Linked DNA regions of Arachis hypogaea: region 2 is linked to region 1. A link is a contact called in public Hi-C data. All regions are on one chromosome and are shown on one strand. Each heading gives the region's core, a stretch centred on a gene start, on an enhancer-like site or on the middle of the called end of the contact. The rest is flanking DNA. Distances are from core to core; before and after follow the strand shown.

What was found. A called contact is a pair of places that touch in the nucleus more often than the background predicts.
Region 2: a Hi-C map of leaf shows a contact between it and region 1, with 2.9 times the contacts expected there. The contact joins the promoter of LOC112798307 here to the promoter of LOC112798246 in region 1. A contact is called at or near these places in 2 of 8 Hi-C or Micro-C datasets (both in leaf).

Annotation. Positions count from the first base shown.
Region 1 is chr1:13,709,163-13,715,098 of arahy.Tifrunner.gnm2.J5K5, forward strand. LOC112798246 (ankyrin repeat domain-containing protein EMB506, chloroplastic) reads left to right here and starts at 4,216. Exons shown (of 8, transcript XM_025841501.3): 1 at 4,216-4,631.
Region 2 is chr1:13,989,864-13,995,693 of arahy.Tifrunner.gnm2.J5K5, forward strand. LOC112798307 (protein REBELOTE) reads left to right here and starts at 1,282. Exons shown (of 14, transcript XM_025841603.3): 1 at 1,282-1,766; 2 at 4,350-4,481. The coding sequence starts at 4,373.

The sequences.
Region 1 (5,936 bases), core at 2,966-5,465:
GAAGTCGGGCACGAGATTAGCTGGCAGATAAATACTCATTCAAATGAGTAACTGCCCCTAAAATCTCTGTAACCACTTCATCAAGCCATATCTTAACCTCCCTAAGATAATGGGACGGTTAACACCCTAAAAATATGGCACTACTCCAACGGTGGTTATTGTTTCACCACTATAAATACACTGACACCCCTCAGGTATCTCTAAGCCCAATTCTCTCTAGACCTGCTCACACTCTTGCTAACTTAGGCATCGGAGTGTCTTTGCAGGTACCACCCCCTTTTCTCGCACAAACAAGTCGGACGGAGCCTCCTGAAGTTACGGATCCACTCGGAAACCTCCTCCTTCACACGTTTGGGCCAGCCAACGCCATCCATTCTATTAATCTCCGGTTATCCACAGTAACAAATAACTTAAGGATTAACAACAAAAAAATTTAGTCGAAGAAAAAATAAAAAGAGGAGAAGTATAAGAAAAGAAATTTAGGTTGGATTTTATTACAAAAATTTGTTCATATAACTAATTTACATTCTTCTTCTTCAGTTTGGACTTTGGATATTTCTTTTTTCGAAAAGCATACTTATACTCCTAACTTTTATTTTAAAAAAAATCAACGAATATAAAATTTTACCTTTAATGAATAAAATCTTATTTTGGGTAAAAAAATAATTAAAATTTAATTCTTCTAAAGATATTTTTTATATTAATTGTTAATCAAAGACAACAAGAAGTCTTTCAATTTTTTATATTAGTTATTGATAATTGAGTGCCATTAGATAACAATTAAGAGTTTATTTAGGTGTCATTAAGTTATTGAAAAAAGTTTTTTTTAGCGTGTTTAACAAAATTTTAATAGTAAAAATAAAAGTACTAGAAAAATAAAAAAATCTTTTTTAGAAATCATCATTTACATCTTTTTTTAAAAAGATTTAATTTGAAATTTTTTTAACATAATAAATAAAAAATAATTTTATATAGTTATACCCAAACATAATTAATAAATAAAAAATATTTTTATATGAGATATTCAAATATAAAAAATATTTTTACTTTTCTAAAAGACTTTTTAAAAAAAGATAACTCGAAAAATTATCTTTTTTAAAAAACTCATCCAAATAAGCTCTTAATCAAATATCTCAAATTATTTTAACAATTTTTAATTAACAACTTTACATAGACTACATCAAAATTTTTAGAAGAGAAAGTATAGGGAATAACGTTTCTTCTAAATAACGTAAATAATAGTTAAAAAGAGACAAATTAATTTTAATTTTTAAAATTATTTTTTAAGTTAATTAGATTTAATCATAATTTTAATTTTTGATTTTTCTTCAAATGATGTCACCTTCCGTCTCTTCGCATCGTCCTCCCGTTTCCTCTAACCGCTTGCTATTCATACCTCCGCTGCTAGATATCCACGATGTGCCGCCGACCCACCTACACAGATCTCCTCCGCCACCGGAAGGAGAGCCGTCGCAAGGTGCCCGTCCGTCCACGAGAACTCAAAACATCATCATCTGCATCTGCATCACCCGCCAGAACTTGCATCACCCCCAGAACTCAGAAAACCACCACCTCCCACCCACTACCACTCTATCACTATCTGCATCACCCTACCCAGAATTCAGAAAATCATCATCATTATCATCAAAACTCAGAAAGCAGAACTCAGAACTCAGAAAAATAAGAAAATCATCCTCATCTTCATCGAAACTAAGAAACATTAACAAAACTCAGAACTAAAATTCTTCCTTTTTCATTAACAAAACTCAGATGCAATTACAATAATAAAAAATCTCCAAATTCATCTTCAATTACAAGAACCAAAAATCCATAAATATAATTACCAAAAATTTCTCTAGAGGACGTTGCTGGAGGACGTGAGGAACACGAGGGCGCGGGCCAAACGCGTCACGGCGAGGTGAGGGTGGGTTGTGGTGAGACGAAGGCAACAGCGAGGCGAGGACCGAATGATGAGGTGCAGGAGTGGTGGCGGCAAGGGGCAGCGGAGGTGGCCCTTCCCCTTCCCTTCCCCCTCTTCTTCCTGAACCCAAACCCACCCCCCAAAGCGTGATACCCTTCCCCATTAACCCGTTTTCTTTTTCTTTTTATTATTTTTATTTTTTTAAGTTAGGGGTATTTTCGGAATAAAAATAAAAAATTTGATAAAAAAGAAGATTTTAAAACTAAGTTAAACCTTCGAGACTATTTTATAGGCAAAAAAGGCTGGGAACGAAAAAAATTTTCAGCTCCTACTTTAGGGACCAAAATTGTACTTAACCTTTCATTTTACTATGTATGCGGATGGTTCTTTTCATTCTAAAGTGGATGTTTATTTGAGTATACCATTGATATTTTTCTTGATTTATTTGATTCTGCATACACATGCTCTGCAGGTTTCTTTTGTTATGTGGTTTGGATTAGATTTAATTTAATTTTGCTTGAATTCAAGTTGGGTTTGCGTTACACCATTTAGACATGGAGCACGGATGGCATTTTGGTCAACTTGTTAGTTATTTCTTATCAACTAAGGTGGATGTTCATTTTACTATGTATACGGATGGTTCTTTTCACTAAGATATAGATGTTTATTTGAAGCATACCATTTTGGTGAACAAAGCAAAGCGGCATGCAATGGAAGTGGCGAAGACACGACGTAGTGGCGTGGAAGTAAGGGTAGAGGTGCATCGTTGGAGTAGCGGTAGGGCTTCGAAATGGGCAGAGCAGCGGTACACAAAGGATGGAGAGAAGACACGACTACACGGAGGTGACACATTAGCAATGGTGCGGCGACCGAGCAATAGGAGAACTGGGATTCTCCTCGGCGGGCTAGTGACAACGGATGATAGCAGCATTGAGAAGCTTCGTTTTTGGCTATAGGGAAGGTGGCGGTGAAAAAATTGGATTGATATTAGGGGCAAGTTAAAATAGGGTTTAGGTTAGGAAAGAAGGTAAAATAGAAAAGTGAAATTGGAAACACGATGGGGTAATTACATTGGATGTTATTTTCGTGTTTAGTGGGTGTAGGATGTATCTCATTATTCACGTTGTTTACAATTCCTGTTGTCTACCTAGCGGAATATTATTTTCACAAATAGCTTTTCATGTATTAATTGGGCAACAAAGCGATTAAACTTCTATGTAGGGGTGTTCAAGACCCGGGTTAGTCCAAAATCCGACCCAGATCTAAGGCATATTTTGCTGTTCATACTTAATGTTATTTTCGGGTCGGGTTCGGAATTATGTTTTGAGTCGCCTGGTCTGAAGTTATTTTTTACAATAAAAATATATTTTAGAGTAAAGATATTAAGATAGTAATGTCATATTATACTTTTATATTTTAATTTATACTTTTTATATTATACGGTATTATTTTTTTAAAATAATTTATTTTAAATTTAATTTTAAAAATAAATTTTATTACTTTATTATATGAAATTTATAAATTTATATACTAATTTAATATCGGGTAGATTTCGATTTAACTTGATTTATTTCGGATCACTTTCATATCGAGTCAAAATAGATCTAGTAGCTTTTAGGACCGGGTCCAAATCTACTCGATTTGGCCCAGTCCAACTTAGGAACACAGATCTATGGTTGCAAGAAAATTGGGATGCCAAATTGCTTTTGTACCTATGATGCACGAGCACTGTTACGGACACGCGCGAAAACATGAATTTTAAAATTTTATAAGTCACGGAGACACGACATATATATAAAATATAAAGTATTTTTTAGATAAATTATAATGATATTTTGATATTAAAATATAAAATAATTTTTTAATTATTTTAAATATCTTTTTCAATTATTAAAAATATTAAAAATATTTTTTATTTTAATAAATAATAATAAATATTATTTCTAAACTCATTTCAAGAAGACATGTTAAGAATAAGGTTAGACACGCTGATATGTGATGGTATTTAGACATGTCTAAGTGTGTCCGAGAAAGAATTTTTTATTTGAAATGTGTCCGACACACAGACACGATAACACAGCAAAGTGTCCGTACTTCATAGATAAGAACGCTATTCTCTCTAATGTCTTGGAAACCGAGTCAGACCAACCGGTTCGATCGGACTAATTAAAAATTGGTCACTTAACCAATTTGATTAAGGTATAAAAGCGCCTTGTAAAAACCGGTCAGAGAACTGACCGTCGGGATCGGCCGGGTTTTTTCATGGTCTCCGGTTCGGTGCATCAATGGAAAACGACGGAAGAAGAACGAAGAAATACCCATCCCCTTTCTCTCACTCTCTGAAACCTAATCCTAAGCCCAGCCAGCCACCGTCACCGTCCCTCATCGCCGAACTCTTCTCCTCCAGTATAGGGTGCTGGCGGGACAAAGCGTGGGTGCCGTCTCACTCTTCTCATCGCAGAACTCTTCGTAGTTCTCATCGCTCCTCTTCTCGTCGCCGTCGCACGAGGACGCGTTATCCGGTGGCGTCGCCGTCGCGAAGGTTGATTGGTCAGTCATCGTCTTTTCGAGCGCTCTCTCTCTGTGTGTCTGAGGCCAGCATCCCTCCTCGAGCATTCTGTTGCTCTCTGTCCGAGCTCACTTCCCCTTCTCCGTTGCCGTCACTTCCCATTCCTCCATCGCTGTCACTTGCCTTCCTCCTTCACCGCCAGTAAGCACTGCTGCTTCAATTTATTTTTGCTTGTTTTGTATTTTGTTTGGTTTTCCGATTTCTGATTGAGTTTGTTAATTTTGGCTTATTTTGAGTTACTGAATTTCTGAGTTTGTAAGCCTCCATCCCTCCACTGCTTCTTCAGTTTCATTTTTGGGAGTTAATTGCTGTCTTTCTAGGTTAATTGTTGTTTTCAGAGTTAATTTTCTTCGTTGTTCATTGTTATTAACAGGGCTGGATTGTTGTTATTTTGTTAATTATTGATAATTTTCTGAGTTATTTTTGTGCTATTGTTCTAATTCTGAGTTAATTTATTAGTTGTTGGCTTGTTCGTGAGTAAAATTAGTTAAACTTAAAAACTTGTTTGTTATTGTTGTTTCTTCTGGTGGCGGATAAGTGTTATCCTTTATGTGCTTCACTGCATTGTTAAGTTTTGTTATATTGATTCTGATTTCTGAGTTGGTTACTGAATTTTCTGATTCTGACTTGTTGATGGTGCTTTGCTTGGAATGAGTGTGTCCATATGTAATTGAGATACTTGTGCTCTTCAATTGGATCCGGCTCTGATTGATGCGGGAAGAAGAGTTTTCAGTTGAAATCCCGGATGAGAAAACTGATAAGCTTGTTTGCTGCGCCAATGTTGCAAAATACATAGCCTCATCTAAAGCCAACCAGAAAATTGTTGAAAAGCCCTGAAATTTCACTCTGTTAATTTCTTGGGGATGTGGCATTCTAAGTTATATGAACCAGTGTTAAGTTTGCTTAGTAGCATATATGACTTAATGTTAGTTTCCTTAATAGTGTACTTTATATGGTAATGCCTTAATTAGTCTGAAGAATACCAAATAATTGATCTTAGCTAATATTGAACACTGTGTTAGTTTACTTTATGATGATTATGATTTGTGATCAGGAGCATATATGTGCATTTTGATTTTTTTTAATTATAAACTTTGATGTTTGAAGTTGTTTGTGAACTTCTAATGATAAATTATAGATAATTTATTATGTAAAATTGTGAAATTTTGAATTTTATTAGTTTACAATTCATTGAATTTAAATATTTGAAATTATATAAAATTTTTAATAATTTTATTTTATATTTAATTAAACCCGTTGAACTCCTGTTGAACTACTAAACCATTAAACCAGTCACTTCACCGGTTCATTGACGGGTTCGGTTCTCACAACCTTGATTCTCTCTCACTCTTGTTCTCTCTGCTTTCTAGCTTTTGCTTGAGGAAGCACTAACGGATTCCGGCCACAGCATTGCCGGAGGTGGTCCTCTTCCTCCGCTCTTGGTTC
Region 2 (5,830 bases), core at 32-2,531, 280 kb after region 1:
GATCCTAAAGTTCTATTATCTATTGTTTGTTTACTAAAAAGCTAACCAAACAAGCAACTAGACCAATAGTGATAGTCACTGCAAAAACACTATAACCATCATCATCATCTTTAGTGACCTAATATCATTCTTCAAATTTTTTAGCCTCCACTTAAACTCATTCACCACTTTTTGTTGAAATTGACCAACATTTTGTTGTTCATCTTATCCATCAGTCCAACGAAAAAAATTACAATGGCTTCCAAACTGCAAAGAGAAGAAATAAATGCTAAAATCGGCTTTCCTCAATGTATGAAACATGAAATTTCTTGGACAAACTACTAACCTCATAATTATGATACCCATGACATGGTCTTTTTGGATTTTCTGGTGTTTTAAAAAACTTGATTATTGCTTGCAAACCGTAGTTGCAAAATACTACATTCTTGGCAGCGATTTTGGGTCGAATGCCTTTCCTCCCACTTGAGTAGTTTCTATCTGAGCTTCTTTGACTTGTATCTCCACCATCCATCATTATTCAACAACTATGCGAAGATGATTTTCAGATTCGAGATCTCTTAGACAAAGAGAAGAAAAGAACGAAGATGATCTCAAATTTAGGGATTTAAGGTTTTAAATTTCATGATGGGATTAATTTGAGCACAAACAATTAATTTAGAAAACCATTTTTACATGTTGTAGTGTCTACGTCACACTACCTATTAGGCAGCCAGCATGGCAGTTAACATCCCACATTAGTGTCTCATTAATGTCAATTTACTGAAGGACTAACGAAGAATAACATTGTGTAATTTTAGAAACTTATTTGGTAATTTTTTAAAGTCAAGAGTATAATTGAAGTACGATTGAAAATTCAGGGACCAAACATGACATTTCATCCGAAGGAAAAAACCAAATATGTATCGACAAATGAAAAAGACAAAGTCTCACGTAAAAAGATATATCAGTTAAGCTAATCATATATGTATGAATCGTTGCATGACATGGAGGAGGCAATGATTGGTGAGGATGCATAAATAGTGGCATCATGACAGCGATGAACTCCATTAATTGCAGACTATTTTTTAGAAGAATTGTATAGGATATGATATGAAAATGACTATTGTGTGATCCTGAATTTGTATGTGAATTTTAATTTAGTCTCTAAAATTTTAATTGTCTCTATTTATGGTCCGGTTGCCTCCTGAAACGGTCTCTCAAAAAACCGGAGAAGAATTATCGATCCGGCCGGTTGAATCGGACCGTGAACTGACCGGTTTTAAAGAAAGGGCGTCGTTTTTTTTGGAAAATTTAGCTTACTTCACTCTTGGTTCTGAAGCTCCTTCGTTTCTTTCTCCCTTTCTCCCTCCCTTTCTTTCATTCGCAGAAACTCGGCCAAAAAACCCTAGCACTGTAAGCCTACACCGCCGCAAGGAGTGGCATACTGCCGCCGTCCGTCTTTCTATCTAGCTTCCCTCGTGCTCCAAATCTTCAATCCCTGTTCACTGTCACCGATCGCAGCTGCTTCCTCGAGCTCGGCGTCCGTCGTCTTTGTCTGCCCAGCCGCGCTTCCGCCGCCGTTTGTTTGCCATTCACGTTCGCGTCTTCGTTCGCGTTCTTCGCCGTTCAAGTTTGCTCGGCGTTCACCGTTCGCGTTCACTCGCCGTTCACCGTTCACCGTTCGGGTTCGCATTCGCGTTCGTCTGGAAGCCACGTTGCTCTGCTTCAAACTCTGCCCAACCCGCGCACTCCACCTAGCCGTCGAACTGCTCTCTTTTGTCGCCGCCGTGAGTTCCCTAAACCCGCCACCAGACAATCCAGTCACACAACACCAATACTCTGCTTCAAACTCTGCAACTTCTTCTCTATCACATTGATATTAAGCTTTGAATTCTCTTATTTCGTTTTAAGTTTACCGCACTCAACACGTTTGATGAAATGCTTTAACCATATTTCGGGTTGGTTTATCATTTCTAGCTTTTAGAAACTTAGTAAGTTGATTGCATGTGAAATTAGAATAATTGGATCTTAGTAATTAGGAAATTTTAGCTGCACAAATAGCATCTTTGTAGAAAACATATTAGCATGATGATTCCACTTGCATTAGTGTTCTTCGGGTAAATTTTAACTGTTAGTGTGAACTTGTTAATTTGCTAATTGTTAGGTTTCTACGATTTAATTTGTTGGATTTTCTATTTAGGTCTTGTTCTTGTTTATTTGCTAAATTGTTGTTGTGTATTTATTGTTGTCTTTGAGATTCTTGCTGGATATTGGTGATGATTGATTTATTGTATGCTTCATGTTTTCATTGTTTTCTTCTTCTGAAGGGAAAAAAAACTGTTTTCATTGTTTTGTTGATTGTTTGTTTTGTTTCAGAAATCAATTTTTTGTGATCAATGCTCAAACTCTAAATGCTGTTCTGCTGGTTTTGTTGTGTGTGTGTTTTGTTTCAGAAATCAATTTTTTGTTATCAATGCTCAAATTCTGAATGTTGTTCTTCTGTTTTTGTTTTGTTTCATAAATCAATATTTTGTGATCAATGCTCAAACTCTGAATGTTGTTCTGCTGTTTTTGTCTTGTTTCAGAAATCAATTTTTTGTGATCAATGCTCATACTCTGAATGTTGTTTTGTTTTGTTTTAAGGCTGTGTTTGGAAGAGGTGATTGATTTCTGAGTGTTGTTTTGTTTTTGTTTTAAAGCTGTGTATTGTGTTCAATTTTCATTTTGCAGGAAATTTTTTGAGGTATATAAGAATTAAGAAGAAAGATTATTTCAACGGTATTATTCTGTTGATTCTGGTCTGCTACAAGCTTGAACATAGAATTGAAGAGAGAAACCCTTTATTATTTCATTGGCCTATTTTTGGCATTGCATATCATTGTAGTTTGTTTATTCATAGAACTAGTTGTTTATGATCCCCTTTTGAAGTAAAAAAACGCAGTAGAAGAGTGTTTAGATCCAGTTGCTTTATTCATTGAATTTTTATAGAATCAGGCGTTTATTATAAAACGGTTTTTCCGGTTGAACTATGGTTGAACCGGTTGAACCAATGAACTAGTGAACCAGCAACTAAAACGGTTCGGTTTTCAGAATCTTGATATTACCCCTTTTAGATAGAAATTCAGATGCAGTTAACTTCATGTAAAGTTAATAGTTAAGAGTTATTAAATGATAATTTAATCAAACCTGTCAAATTAATTCATAATTCTCAACTATAAACTTCACATAAAATTAATTGCATTTGAGTTTTCACTCCTTTTATTAAAAATAAATAAAAAAATTAATATAATTTTTAAAAAATTCATCTGATGGTTAGGGTTTTCTTTTTGCTGCATCCCGCCTTCACTGATTCTACTATTCTATGATACAGCGCCACTTTCACCAATCACCAATCTTCATAAATGTGAAATATTTGTATAAAAAGTTCATCACAGGCAGCTACTGATATTTTTTTTTTGTATTGCACTCATCACTCTACGTATATTTTCTTTGATTAGTTACTGTGTGATCCTAATTTTTTTTATCAATACTTGCTCTTCTTCATTTAATTTAATGAAAACTTTCTTCTATGATCATCATTACTTTCTCCAAACATGAGCATCCTATCAGAATAATCAAAACTCCCAGCAGCAGCAACAAGGATTGCCCGTGCAAATATATATTAGTAGTTGAACAGTCTTTTAGATGTTGAGAAAATTAACTTGATGAAATGACTACGGGTTCTGGATGCAATATTTATTGTTGCATATTTTTGTGGCTGAAATGTGTATTAACTTTGTATATGTTTATTTTGCATGCTGTATTTTGGCTGAAATGTGCCCCATGGGTAGAATTAGGGTACAGAAGTTTGCTACCCGCGTAAGTAGCCGGGCGCATTCTATGTAGGGTTTGGTAGGGCAGGGCAGGGCGGGGTTGGGTAGCGGAAAAATCTGCTCCTATCCGTCCCATTGCCATCCCTGTTTATAAGAGAACATGGTTTTAGTTTTAAAAAGGGAGACTCTGAAAACGGAATGTTATCAAATGTGGTGATAGATGTGTTGACGGTGGATATAGAAAGTGGGAATATAATTTGCTTAATCATCTTGTCTCTTAGCTGCAAGATATATAAAAATAAACCTCAGAATTTATATTTCGATATTCTTTCTTTATCCTAAGCATAATGATTAGACATCAATCTAAGTCATTTTGCATTTTGTTATTATAAAGGACACTTAGACATTTTTCTTGGTTAAATTGGTTGGACCTGTGAACCTCTGTTCCTGATAGCTTGATCGATTTGTTGTCCTCCAACTTTCAGAACCTTGGTTTAGAATTTAGATCATCAATTGATTAATCTAAGTAGTTTTACATGATTGTGTCAACTTGTCTAGGTCTCTGTTGATATTGTTACCAAATGGGAAAGCTAGGGAAGAAGGCAAGAAAATTCGCAAGAAAGAATCTGCAGTCAGTTTTGAGGAACAAAAGGAAGTTAAAATCCAAATTCAAAAGGAAAGCTTCAAAAAGTAAGGGTTTTACCAATTACAATGCAGTTACCTGTGTTTACTATAGAACATGCTTTCCTGATGTCTTCACATGCTAATGACATTTGCCAAGATTGTGATTGTAATATATTTGTTTTATTGAATCATATTGTCTATAAAAAAAAAACCTGATTTGGATACAAAGTAGATTGATAAGTTGGTGTTGAAATATTTTGAGATGTATACCTCTCTCCCCTCAACTATTGTGAGACTCTTCCTGTACATGTTATTAATGAAATGTTCGCCAAGTTGGAACTTGCAATAGTATACTACTTTGAGTACTTTATTCATTGTTGTACCAACTGCCATTGATAGATTAAGACGGTCCTCATGAGATATAGCCTTATGTCGCCTTCGATCCTACAAAATGTCATTGGTATTAATTCTTTTCTGTGTAGCTTTCCCTATAGGTTCATCAAGTTGGAAGGAGTTGTATTTGAGGAATGGGTTAGTAACTATTAATAAGATTTACAGCTAAACATATCAAATGATCAAAAGACTGTACTCTTTTATCGGGGTTAGAAGACAAAGAAAGAAGCATATCAGGGAGATACAAAAGTAGTATTAATTCAAAGGACTCTCTATTATTTATATTAATAAAAAAGTGAATCTCCCTAGAAAAATAAGAATCCTGTACATTACAGAAAACCTAAATAAGTGATTTATGTGAGAAAGATAGGTGGTAAAAGGCTAAATTAAGAGATGTGTCTCCTACCCAATGATCCTCCCAAAATTTAAACTAGAACTGTTATCTACATGCAAAGAATGCAAAAAGTTAGTATAAACTTGAGAAATGAACTTCTAGGGGTAGAATGAGTAGCATGGGTGATAACATTAGCATCCCAATTATTGTAGTCCAAGTCATAGTTACTCCTAATAACTTGTAATTACTTGAGTGCAATTCCACCTGATGATGGTGGCTTGAGCATGCTTGCTGATGATTGGAGCTTCTTATGTTGCATACATTAACACTCTGAACAACTTATACCATTAAGAATAAACTTGATTGGAACTTATCCTAGCAAATAATATTTACCAGAACTATCACAATCTCAAATTTAAGTGAATGATAGGAAAAGAATGTTGAGATTCTAGGGCTTAGATAGGGAAGGAGAAAGAGAGAAAGATAAAGGCCCTGAATAATATGGACACCAATATGATTATGTGTTACAAGAGACAAACACATTATTTATAATAATAGGCAAACCTAATCCTAATCAGATAAGGAAAATGATCCTAAAATAATAATAAATATCAAAGTTGATTCTACAAGATATTACCTTATATTATGGGATATGATGGAGACAGCAAACAAATGGTGAACACATACG